Regions from separate parts of the Zea mays genome. Here all the other regions are linked to region 1. A link is a contact called in public Hi-C data. All regions are on one chromosome and are shown on one strand. The core of a region is the stretch at or near the end of the contact, and the rest is flanking DNA. Distances in the headings are between cores, read along the strand shown. Region 1 holds the start of LOC100285443 (EMB2756). Region 2 holds the start of LOC100285864 (thiol disulfide interchange protein txlA). Region 3 holds the start of LOC103625842 (probable xyloglucan glycosyltransferase 9).

The links. A called contact is a pair of places that touch in the nucleus more often than the background predicts.
Region 2: a Hi-C map of tassel shows a contact between it and region 1, with 2.4 times the contacts expected there. The contact joins the promoter of LOC100285864 here to the promoter of LOC100285443 in region 1. A contact is called at or near these places in 3 of 25 Hi-C or Micro-C datasets (ear, seedling and tassel) and 1 of 3 datasets of contacts at active chromatin or transcription factors (leaf).
Region 3: a Hi-C map of bundle sheath shows a contact between it and region 1, with 2.8 times the contacts expected there. The contact joins the promoter of LOC103625842 here to the promoter of LOC100285443 in region 1. A contact is called at or near these places in 2 of 25 Hi-C or Micro-C datasets (bundle sheath and tassel).

Annotation. Positions count from the first base shown.
Region 1 is chr5:6,137,956-6,141,549 of Zm-B73-REFERENCE-NAM-5.0, forward strand. LOC100285443 (EMB2756) reads left to right here and starts at 1,778. Exons shown (of 6, transcript NM_001158336.3): 1 at 1,778-2,208; 2 at 2,880-3,082; 3 at 3,357-3,533. The coding sequence starts at 1,890.
Region 2 is chr5:6,271,570-6,275,646 of Zm-B73-REFERENCE-NAM-5.0, forward strand. LOC100285864 (thiol disulfide interchange protein txlA) reads left to right here and starts at 1,483. Exons shown (of 5, transcript NM_001158754.2): 1 at 1,483-1,712; 2 at 1,990-2,205; 3 at 2,714-2,817; 4 at 3,074-3,418; 5 at 3,807-4,077. The coding sequence starts at 1,536. The coding sequence ends at 3,356.
Region 3 is chr5:5,937,805-5,941,793 of Zm-B73-REFERENCE-NAM-5.0, forward strand. It overlaps LOC103625842 (probable xyloglucan glycosyltransferase 9), which reads left to right and starts at 1,759. Exons shown (of 4, transcript XM_023300102.2): 1 at 1,759-2,996; 2 at 3,096-3,404; 3 at 3,487-3,777. The coding sequence starts at 2,229.

The DNA of each region.
Region 1 (3,594 bases), core at 528-3,027:
ACCGCGCACGAGATCGCACCCAGTTGCCGGCGGCGTACACCCCGCCGACGGTCGCCGATAGGCTACGCCGGCGTGCGCCTTGTGCTGTCCACGCCGACCGCAAATCGCACGTAACTGTCATGTCTGTCAACCTACGCCACCGTTGTGTCCCCTCCCCTTACACATGAGGCGGGCAGACGAGGCCGCGCGCGACGCTGTCTGTCGGGGCGCGCGGACGAGAACGCCGCGTCATCGTGAGCGAGACCGGTCACGCGATTGTGAACTCCCTGCCGGCACGGTGTGCTGGAAGTGGAAGCTGCGGGTTTTGCTTTGGCAAAGCTGTGGGCTGGTCGCCTGGTTCAGCTGCGCCTCCGTGCTCGCCCACCATAATTGGGTCTCCCAGCAAATTTGGCGGTGGTTGGGCTTCTGGACGGAGATCGAAGAGTGAGTGACACAGAACCAGATTGCGTTGCGACGTGGTAGCTGCAGTGGAGTGGGGACCATCGTGCTGACTCGGGGAGAGTGATTGGGGAATGTCGGGAACAATTCTTTTCTGTTTCAGAAAGTAGTTGCATTGCAGTCATGATAAGTATTATCTGCAATTTGGATAGATAGCACAAACTGTGGTATCATCAGTTTATAAACTCCCTAAATGTCTACAGGATTACATACCGCTGACCTAGAGGTTAATTTCCAGCCGTTTTCTTATCAGGCTGGTTTGCACAAGCATACAACATGACACACCTATTATTATTGTGAACTGGAAGCGCAAATTCAATCATGTCAACTGGCCTAGTTGAAGATGTTTGTTTGATCAACTGTGCTTACTGAATTGTTTCGAAATATGCAGGGTTATATCTGCACTTCTGCAGGGAAATCCAATGTGGACGGAGTACTGCAATGTACCCTTGATGACTCTAGGGTTTGAGAACAACTATGACGTCTTTGTGAAAGTACATGGGGGTGGTCTCTCAGGAGTCAGGCCAGGGGCCCAGGCAATTTGCCTTGGCGTTGCCCGTTAGCCCGTACCTTAGTGAAGAACTGAAGAATATCAGCAATGCCAACAGAGTTCCTCTGAAGTCAGAAGATTTGCTGACAAGGGATTAGAGATACTCGTGCTTGTTTAGAAGAGGATTGGATGGACTAAAATCGAGATTTTAGCCTCTTCAATCCTCTGCAGCATCTTTGCTCCCAAATTAAAAGGAAGGCACGCAAGCGGCCCCAGTTCTCCAGCTCTGTTGGTCAAATATATTCTGCATTGGTGGAACTTGTTTTTAATTGGCAGGCTAGTAAAGTATACTGTTTAGGATAGAGCTGAAATTTGGAACCATTCCAAACACCTCAAGAATGAAGTGCTTTAGGCTTTGTTCGTTTGTGTCGGATTGATGGATCGGAACGATTCCTAACCGAATTGTTTCTCTAATTTATATAAACTTTGATTAGCTGGAACGATTACAGTTGCAATTCGATCAATTCGATAGAAACGAACAAGGCCTTATAAAGAACGGATGTTAACTCGATTGGCACAAGACACCAGTATGAAAGATAGTATGAAAATGGAGGATTTTTTAGATGAAGAATGGAAGCCGGTGAATCATGATCTGCTCGTTTCTAGCACTTCTGGTTTTATACTACACACAAAACACAGGACAAAAAAAAACTGCTCATGATGTGCCAACAGAGAAAAAACACAGAAAAACACCGCGTAGACCAAAGCATACCATCCGGATTACGGAATGACGCAGCCCAGCCCAGCCCAACTCAACCCAAAAGCATACCATCCGGAATGACGCAGCCCATCCCAACACAGAGCACTTTGGACACCAGTGAAGAGCAACAGTCCCTCCCCCCCTGACCCCACGCCCTCCGTGCCGTGCCCACTCCTCTCCCCGCAGCTTCGGGCCCCTGCCATGCCGTCCTCGTCGTCGCTGATCCATGGCATCTCCATCTCCGTCTCCGACGACGACGAGGCCACCGGCAAGGTGCGCGTCCGCGTCCGCCGCAAGCGCTCCCGCGGCCCCGCATCCGCTTCGGCGCGCCGCCGCCGCATCCTCTTCCGCGCCGCGCGGCTGGGCGTGCCGCTCCTCCTCGCCGCCCTCGCCGTGTGCCTCCTCCTCTACGAGTCCTACCGCCTCACGCCTTCCCGCTCCTCCACACTGCCTCCGCCGTCCTTCGCGGACATCAGCCGCCTCTCCCGCAACGCCCGCGCCGCCGATGGCGCCAGGAAGTGTAAGCCCACACTCGATCCTTAAACCCTCATAATTCCTGTCGATAGAGCCGCGTCTTAGTATAATTATTTGTTTGGTACTTTTAATTCGTGAATGCGTACTGTGACTGTATTATAATGCTGTGCTCAGTTCGTTCAGTTGTCTGTTTGTTTACAGTAAACTAGTAAAATGATTTTTTTATTAGGGTACAAATGTAGACCTGCTTAATTCCATTATTAGTTTTATATATGTTGACGTTGAGGTCTTGGTGGTGTGGTTGATATTATCTGATTTGTTACTCCTAGTCTTTATTGTGTAATATCCACCTGCGATCTGCAAATCTAATGTTGCTACAGTGATGAGTTGGGCACAAACAATCTCAGATTTGTTTCCGCACCAGGTTATGTATAAAACCGAGAACAGCTGTTAATAATGCTGGTTGGCTAAAGTAATCTGGAGAGGGACTTACAATACTGTACTGTTTCGACCTGGACGAGCAAAAACTGAAGCTAAAGTGTTCTTTGTTTAGTACTTTTAGCTCACATATTTTACTGATCATTCTGGTTTCTTATGGTTATAACAAAGTTCTGTTTCCTTTTATGTAGCATTCCTTTTTTTGCACTTGTAGAATCTCACGATACAATAACTAAGACATGTACTCTGCTTATAATTAAAGCATTGTTGCACTTACAGCATGCCTGAAGTTTCTTGATCCTGAGAAGCTTCAAAATTTGGAACTTCCAGAAATTCCTGAAACAAATTTGTCGATGAAGGAAGTTCTGTACAGATCAAGTCTGCCCCATATCGTCAATGATACACCACCACATACAGAGAATTCCCGGTTCAACTTGTTCACAGGATACCAGACACTCACTGAACGAGAAGAAAGCTTCAAGGTTAACTTTTTGAGCATTTACATTTCAGTGAGTCTTTGGATATCGCCTCAGATGTTCTAGTTACTCAGAAACTTCAATCTGTTGAAAGTACGGAACCATGATATGTAATTGGTTCCAGTTTACAATCTTTAGATAGAAGGTGGCATGTATCTCCGTGTTCCCATTTGGCAACCACCCACAAAGTAGAATCACATTTTTACAATGTATGTTTAATTATATTGTTTTAAACTTTTAATGCATGCAATTCCTATGACATTGTGACTGAATGTTACAGATGAAGAAAAGTGTGACAGTGCACTGTGGCTTTTATAATGAAAATGGAGGGTTCAGAGTTTCTGATGTTGACAGAGAATATATGAGATCCTGTGAAGTAGTTGTTGCAACTTGTGCATTTGGTGGAGGTGACGACCTTCATCAGCCTATAGGGATGACCGAAAATTCCATCAGAAAGGTATCTTGTCACTCTTGTATTGGAGGCTATTATCTTCAGTTGTTTTTCCCTGTTTGTTGAC
Region 2 (4,077 bases), core at 233-2,732, 130 kb after region 1:
GGCCGTAAATCTTAGCCTCATTTATTGGGCTTCGCTATGCGGGGCTCGGTGGGATGAGCCGGTTGGGCTGCCTATCGTGTGTTTCTTCGTCCCCATTTATCCTTCAACTTTAGATCCTCGGCTCTCAAACCAGTCCAAATAATCTAGTAGTTTTAAATACATTTTTTTGTATTAAAAAATAATGAATACTCCCTCCGTTTCTTTTTATTTGTCGCTGGATAGTGCAAAATTACACTATCCAGCGACAAATAAAAAGAAACGGAGGGGGTACTTGATACTGTTTTTATACCACAGAAGACGTTTCTAACCGTCTAAGAGTACGGACGAAAGTTACAGGGTTAGATTACAATATAAAGAGTACTAGTAAATATTTATAATTCATGAAAATATACCCAAAAGTAATTTTAAAAAAAACATCTAGCTCTAACAAATTGAGACAAATATATTAAAAAGACAGGAAACTAACTAACAATACTTTTCTAATCAATGGATAACCAAGTTTATAACTCTGCATTGTGAAATTAATATATACAACCAGCATGAATGTCACATACATTGATATTAAATGCATTTATGATGGTTGTGTCTTTTGGTTATGTAAAGTTTTTCAAAACATGCTAGAATGTTATTAGAATGAAATTTATATGCTTTAGATTTTTTTTTTGTTTTCCTATAGATAAATCTTTTTTAAAAGTTTTTAAAAGTGTTTCCATGAGCTCTAGATATTTTATTTCATCCCAACCTATCTTAAGACTTTTATTTTACAATGTTTAAAAGTTTAGATGTTTTTTTGTTCTAATATCCTTATCGAGCTTTTATAGAAAGTACCGAAAATACCAAAGTTGTCTTCAAACCCCCTTTAAAGTAGGGCGAAGAGGTGATTTGAATAGTTTCGAGAGGCCGATGAGTAAGATATTTGTTTTTAGAGGTTGAGAGTGGTAGACTGTGACGTAATCCAGAGAGGTAAAATAGACCTTTTTTTCATACAAACGCATAAAACATAATACGATCCTTGGATAAATCTTTAAGATTCATGTGCAGATGTGTTTAGATTGCCACGTGTCGCAACATATTTGTTAAGTTCAATACTGGGACGAATTGAAATGCATGGCATGATTGTTTGATAAATTTTTAAGTCACAAATCATCTACATAACTATATAAAATATGATAAATATCGTTGGAAGGTACGAACTTGTTTATTTGTACGATAAAAAAGCTTTGATGAAAAAAGAAGGGCCGGTACGTGCTTTTATTCTTTTATTAGGCCGGACATATCATCCCTATTGGACCGATCGCGTGTTGCTTGTGCGGTATGGACCGATTGGGTTACTGCTTCTCTGCCTTACGTGTTGGGCCTTTCCAAAGCCCATAATTGCCCAGTCCTCATGCATCGCACGATTCCGGGCTGCGTGGCGCCACGCTGGCCACCCACATCATCCTTCTCCAGTTCTCCTCCGCCTCTCCGGGTTTGACTCTGCTGCGAGCCCGAACCCGAAGCAGCAGAGCTGCAAAATCTAGTCTAGAGCGAAAGAAATGGCGAGCGTGGCCTCCGCGAGGTGTTACGGCCTTCTCCTCCCGCCAAGCTTCGCCGGAGCACGGTGCTGCTCCCGTCCGTCCTCTTCGCTCCGTCTGCGGCCGCGGTGGGGCCTGCGCCGGCCGAGGACCCCCCTCGCCTGCGTCGCGCCGCCCGACTCCGCGGAGCCACAGACGGTGCGTTTTCTTAGCACACCAAAGACCCACCTACCTCAAGTTATTTCCCTGCATACAAAATGAAGCTGTGGAAATTATTATTTTCCAAAGCAATTACGAGGAAAACCTAGTCTACTAAGTCAATACTCTTCCAAGTCCCAACCTGTGTAGATGGTAGAAGGCAGAAACAAGTTACTGGGATTTTGCAGTCTTGAGCCAATACTCTTGCTTGGTTATACCTCAATCACCCATTGAGAAGTATGGACTGACGCACTGACGTGGTATTTTCCTTCCACAGGATGAGCAGGCTGTGAAAGCTGAATCTATCCAAGAAGATGCTCCGACTAGTACACCCGAGGATGCTGGGCTTCCAGCTCTCCCGAATAAGGATCTCAACAGAAGGGTAGCACTACTGTCCACTCTTGGAGCGGTGGCTCTGTTTGCATCCCAGAGGCTCAATCTTAGCGAGGCATCTCTTAAAGATCTTGCAGCCAATTCGGTTCCATATGAAGAGGTCAGCATTTTTGTCCTTGATGTGCATTATGTGCCTGGTGAAAATGCTAGAGTTCATATACTCGAACCAATACTACGCTTTGTGTTTATTTAGTTAATTGGTTGGTTTCCAAAAACAAAAGTGATTGGCTGGTATTTACAAACGGTGGTGTTACTGTATCATTCTTTGCAATTGTTGTTCATGATATGCAGAATAGTAACTGACTGGAAAAGTGGAAAGTAATAATTTCAGTAGACAAAGCAATGTATTTTTCTTCTTTTTCTCTGCCCTGTTACTGAATCCATGCATCTTCGGTTACTTCAAGTCGTATTGGTATTCTTTGTTTGATACGTGATTCATCTAGTTCCTGCCATATGTTACTAGCATTTTCTTATTAATCTATTCCATTTTGTTGACTGTCAAATTTATTTTGACCAAAAACCCTGCTAAGCTGGAATCACATTATTCTGTAGATGTTTTTCTTCACCATGAATGTATATGAAACTTAACCTGATAAATCCATCCGCAGGCTCTTTCAAATGGCAGGCCCACTGTGGTTGAGTTTTATGCAGACTGGTGCGAGGTCTGCAGAGAATTAGCTCCGGATATCTACAAAGTGGAACAGCAATACAAGTAACGTGTTTTCAGACCACTTTTCACATTTTTGCACTTTAAACCTCAAATAACAACTGTGGCTCATTTCATAGAAGCAATGCTTCTCCATGATTTTATCATGTTGCCTATCCTATTAACCGCACTTGATTGGACCTTCTGTTGACCAAGATCGTCAAAACACAATTATTTTTTACGAAGACCATCTTCGAATCCGTTGCCTTTATTTATCCGATTCTCGCCAATCCTATTTACACATCTCGAGCGTTCTTTCCAGGGACCGTGTCAATTTTGTGATGCTGAATGTTGACAACACGAAGTGGGAGCAAGAGCTTGACGAGTTCGGGGTGGAAGGCATTCCTCACTTCGCCTTTCTGGATAAGGAAGGAAACGAGGAAGGCAATGTTGTCGGGAGACTTCCAAAGCAGTATTTCCTTGACAACGTGGTTGCGCTTGCTTCTGGTGATCCCGAGATACCGCACGCACGAGTGGTCGGTCAGTTCTCGAGCGCTGAATCTAGGAAAGTTCATCAAGTCGCTGATCCCAGAAGTCATGGCTAGCAGTAGTTGTTTTCTATGTGGACAGCTGTAATCATAGTTCTAATGCCAAGACCGTTTGACAAGTAAGCCTTTCTTTCCCTTAATCTCTTTATCAGGTCATTAATAAGTATGTGTGTCATGCAACCTTTTTTGGAATAAAATAGCTCAGTTAGTTTTTTTTAAAAAAAAAATGCCCAGGCCGTGTAGTGTAGTTCTTTCAGGCCTGTTCAAGAGTTTATAACTTTAACAAGATAGTATTGTAGGTTACCACAAGTTCACAGTTTTTTTTTTCACATTTAAATGGCTTCCTGGCAACAAAAAAAACATTGGTCCTTTTGCCTTTTGTGAAGGAAAGTATTTTAACCAGGCTATGGAGCTAATTTGAAATTGCCTTAATATAAAGAAATGAACCACAGCAAGTGGAATTGACACTTCATGACTGTGATCTACACCAATTTTCATAAGTTACAGTCTTGTTTTTTTGCAGGAGGAGATCCTAGGCTATATACTATAGTTCATTCAGCCCTCCCTGTATCGAACATGCGGGCGCTGCAAAGAGCTGGTAGATTCCACAAAACCCGGAAGAAAAGGCTGGCGCGGATTCCTTCAGTGATACTGAAACGGTTGCATGTTATTATTATACGAGATACTGTTACGTTTTTTAAAAGCAGTATAGAGGGTGTGTGGCTCATGAAAGAATCTCGCCTTTGTTTATTCGCTGCTCGTGTAACACATGTTTACG
Region 3 (3,989 bases), core at 509-3,008, 200 kb before region 1:
ATGATTTTACATGTATTATCCGTTAAAATTTAATTAGAATGACTCAGAACAAGCTCTAGAACGACGGACTCATGTGACCGAAGGGGGTACAAAGCTGACAATAATGTCGCTGTCAGAACGGGAAACGAACAAGTAATGTAACGAACAAGCTAGCGACAGCGAGCACCACACAGCAGATGTCGTTGTAGGTGGCCTCGCTCTCACAGTCACACTCACGTGCGGCGTTCCCGGCCGGCATGTGGGTCGGTCGCGCGCCTGGAGCCAACCGACCGAGACGGGGTGGGCGCGGGCAACAACAGCACGTGGAATTTAAATCAGTTCATGCGTGCATAAGGTTCACAGCCGTGCCGATCGGATTCGGTCGCTACCTTCAGCTCGGCGACGGCAAGGAGGAAAGAGAGCTCTTGGGCGTGCAACCGAAGAACCTGTCCGCCGCTCCTCTGTTTGCTCTCTGCCGCCACTTTTAGACTGCTGCCACCGACATGTCGTTAGCCTCTCTCAGATCGTCTTCTTCCCCTTGTCTGATAGCCCGATACCGATGTGTGATGTGACACTGATCACAGAGCTCAAGCTTTTACCACTAGTACCAGTTCGTGACAGAACCAAACGCGATCGATCAAACATACTAACGCAGTAACGCACATGTTATGAAGGGGGCCTATTGGAACGACGTCACACCGAGGCGTCCATCGATGGTTATCTTGAATAGCTAGTTGAAGTTGGAGCTAAGAGAACAATAAAAATAGTAATTTATCTCAGCACTAATATTTGGTTAGCCATTTGATACGCCCTTAAAGCATACTCCCTCCGTTTCTTTTTATTTGTCGCTGGATAGTGCAATTTTACACTATCCAGCGACAAATAAAAAGAAACGGAGGGAGTACTTAGCTATATTAAACCGTCGTTTAGCACGTGGAACGAGAGAGGGGCAAGGAATTTTTCTGGGAAATGGCACTGCACTAGTATACTAGTAGTCGGAGAATTAAAAATTCGAACCAAAAAGAAAAGAAAAGAAAGAAACATTGGGCATATCTCTGCCGTTGACGTTTGGACAGTACTATATAAACAAGCGAATATTCGTCGCGGCTCGAGGCCACCTGGTACTGGTCCTCCTCTCGTTGCTCACGTACTTGGCGTTCCCGCGCAGTCCAAACGATAGTTTTAAATGCGTCACGAGGCTGGTAATCCTCGTCCATGGATCACCCAAGCACTCTATTAGCAGTCTGCTAGCTAGTTCAGACGGCTACATGTAAGTGTTTAGGGAAATGTAAATTTCTTTTCGGAGGGTCCGTTTGATTGAAGAGCCATAGAATTAAAGCGGTTCTATTTCAGATTTAGACACCGGAGCGGCTCTATCCTAGATTTTAACGGTGAGGTGAAATTATTCTATTTTCCGTTAGGGCCGACTGCAAAAAAAAGGTGAAGTAGAATGGCTTCGTTCAACCGTTATTTTGGAGCGAGCTCGATCTAAATCATATGGAAATGTTTCTGATTTAGAGTCGCTCTATTCTAAAAACTCCGTTGGTTCTCCGACCAAATGTATAATGGATTAATGGAGCGGCTTTATCTCATCTCACCCTTGGAAACAAACGCACCCGAAAGGACCTCTACCTAAATGGATTAATCCACGTGTGCCCAAAGATGCCACGAAAGGATCTCTTATCCTAATGTTTCCTCTTCTTTTGCCCTCCACCACCTGCCATGCCATGTCTAACCCACAGAAGCCGCGTAATTAACGCCCTACTTAAAAGCCTTACCAAACCAAGGCCGGAAGAAGGAATACTCAACCAAAACTAGTCGCTGCGAAAAACCACAGACACGCGGAAGGACAAGCGAACATCGAAAGTATTGTGGGCTTCCCGTCCGACCGAGCTCTCGACTCTCTCTCTCCCAAGACGTGTTGAGCTGTTTCCCAGTCCTTCGTCACCTTCCCTCCGCTCAGACTCACCAGCGCAGCTCCCCCCATCCTCTTCTCTTGTTCATAAGCCCACTCACAAACAGAAGTGGAGCGGAGCTTCTGCAGAGTACCACTAGCACTAGTAAGTAACCTTGGGGATTTTCCTGTGAGAAGAGAGACTGGCATTGGAGTGCAGTTAGCGGAGCCAAAAAGGAAGGGAAGCCCAGGATTAGCGTTTGGCGGATAGAGTGGCTATTTCGTGAGAAGGGAGAGAGAAGGAGAGGCGTGGCCTAGGCCGGCGGACGCGGCGGCTTTCTTGGACCGGCCATTGATGGCGCCGTGCAGCGGCTTGTGGGGCGGCAAGGCCGGCGGCGACGCCTACCGGGGCACGCCGGTGGTGGTCAAGATGGAGAACCCCAACTGGTCGATCTCCGAGATCTCGTCTCCGGAGGACGACGACGACGACGAGGACATCTTGGCCGCCGCCGGCGGCCGCCGCCGCAAGGGGGCCCGCACCAAGAACGCCAAGCAGATCAGGTGGGTGCTGCTCCTCAAGGCGCACCGCGCCGCCGGGTGCCTCGCCTCGCTGGCCTCCGCCGCCGTCGCGCTGGGCGCCGCGGCCAGGCGCAGGGTGGCCGCGGGGAGGACCGACGCCGACGCCGACGCCGACGCCGGCGTGCTGGCCGTCGCCGGCGAGAGCCCCGTGGTGCGCTCCGGGTTCTACGCCTTCATCAGGGCCTTCCTCGTCGTCTCCCTGCTCCTGCTGGCCGTCGAGGTCGCGGCGTACATCAACGGCTGGGACCTCGCCGCCTCCGCGCTCGCCCTCCCCGCCCTCGGCCTCGAGTCGCTGTACGCCTCCTGGCTGCGCTTCCGCGCCGCCTACGTTGCGCCGGGGATACAGTTCCTCACCGACGCCTGCGTCGTGCTCTTCCTCGTCCAGAGCGCCGACCGCCTCATCCTGTGCCTTGGCTGCTTCTACATCCGCGTCAAGCGCATCAAGCCCGAGCCGAAGTCCCCGGCATTACCTGATGCGGAGGACCCCGATGCCGGGTACTACCCCATGGTACTTGTCCAGATACCAATGTGCAACGAGAAGGAGGTTGGTGCAGTTGTCTTTCTCGCTCTAAATAAGCAGTTTTAGTCACCTACCTTCCAGTCTTTTTTTTTTGACAATTGGTTTGCTGTTGGGTTTGTTCAGGTGTATCAACAATCAATTGCGGCCGTGTGCAACCTTGACTGGCCGAAATCCAGCTTCTTGGTCCAGGTGCTGGATGACTCCGATGACCTACTGACACAGGCTCTGATCAGAGAAGAGGTGGCCAAATGGCAGCAGCAAGGTGCCCGGATTGTGTACAGGCACCGTGTGTTGAGGGATGGTTACAAGGCTGGAAACCTCAAGTCGGCCATGAGCTGCAGCTACGTGAAGGATTACGAGTTTGTTGCCATCTTTGACGCAGACTTCCAACCCCAGCCTGACTTTCTGAAGCGCACTGTGCTACATTTCAAGGTAAACTGAGGGGAATTTTACTTTCGGTTGTTTGTCCTCCGTTTCGTATCATAATTCTGATTCGTGGAATGGACCATTGCAGGACAATGATGAACTTGGGCTAGTGCAAGCAAGGTGGTCATTTGTGAATAAGGATGAGAACCTGCTGACCCGGTTGCAGTATATTAACCTTTGCTTCCACTTTGAGGTGGAACAGCAGGTGAATGGAGTGTTCTTGAACTTCTTCGGGTTCAATGGCACCGCCGGGGTGTGGAGGATCAAGGCACTGGAGGACTCAGGTGGATGGATGGAGCGGACAACGGTGGAGGATATGGACATTGCTGTCAGGGCACATCTCCATGGCTGGAAGTTTATATTCCTGAACGATGTTGAGGTACTAGGCTGAGATCTGATATTAAAATGTTCGAACCGGTGTTTGCTCATGTTTACTGTCTTCCTCAATTGAGCTGTTTTTTGTCATATCGTGGCCAGTGCCAGTGCGAACTGCCCGAGTCCTATGAGGCTTACAGGAAGCAGCAGCATCGGTGGCATTCCGGTCCAATGCAGCTATTCAGGCTGTGTTTACCGGACATCATCAAATGCAAG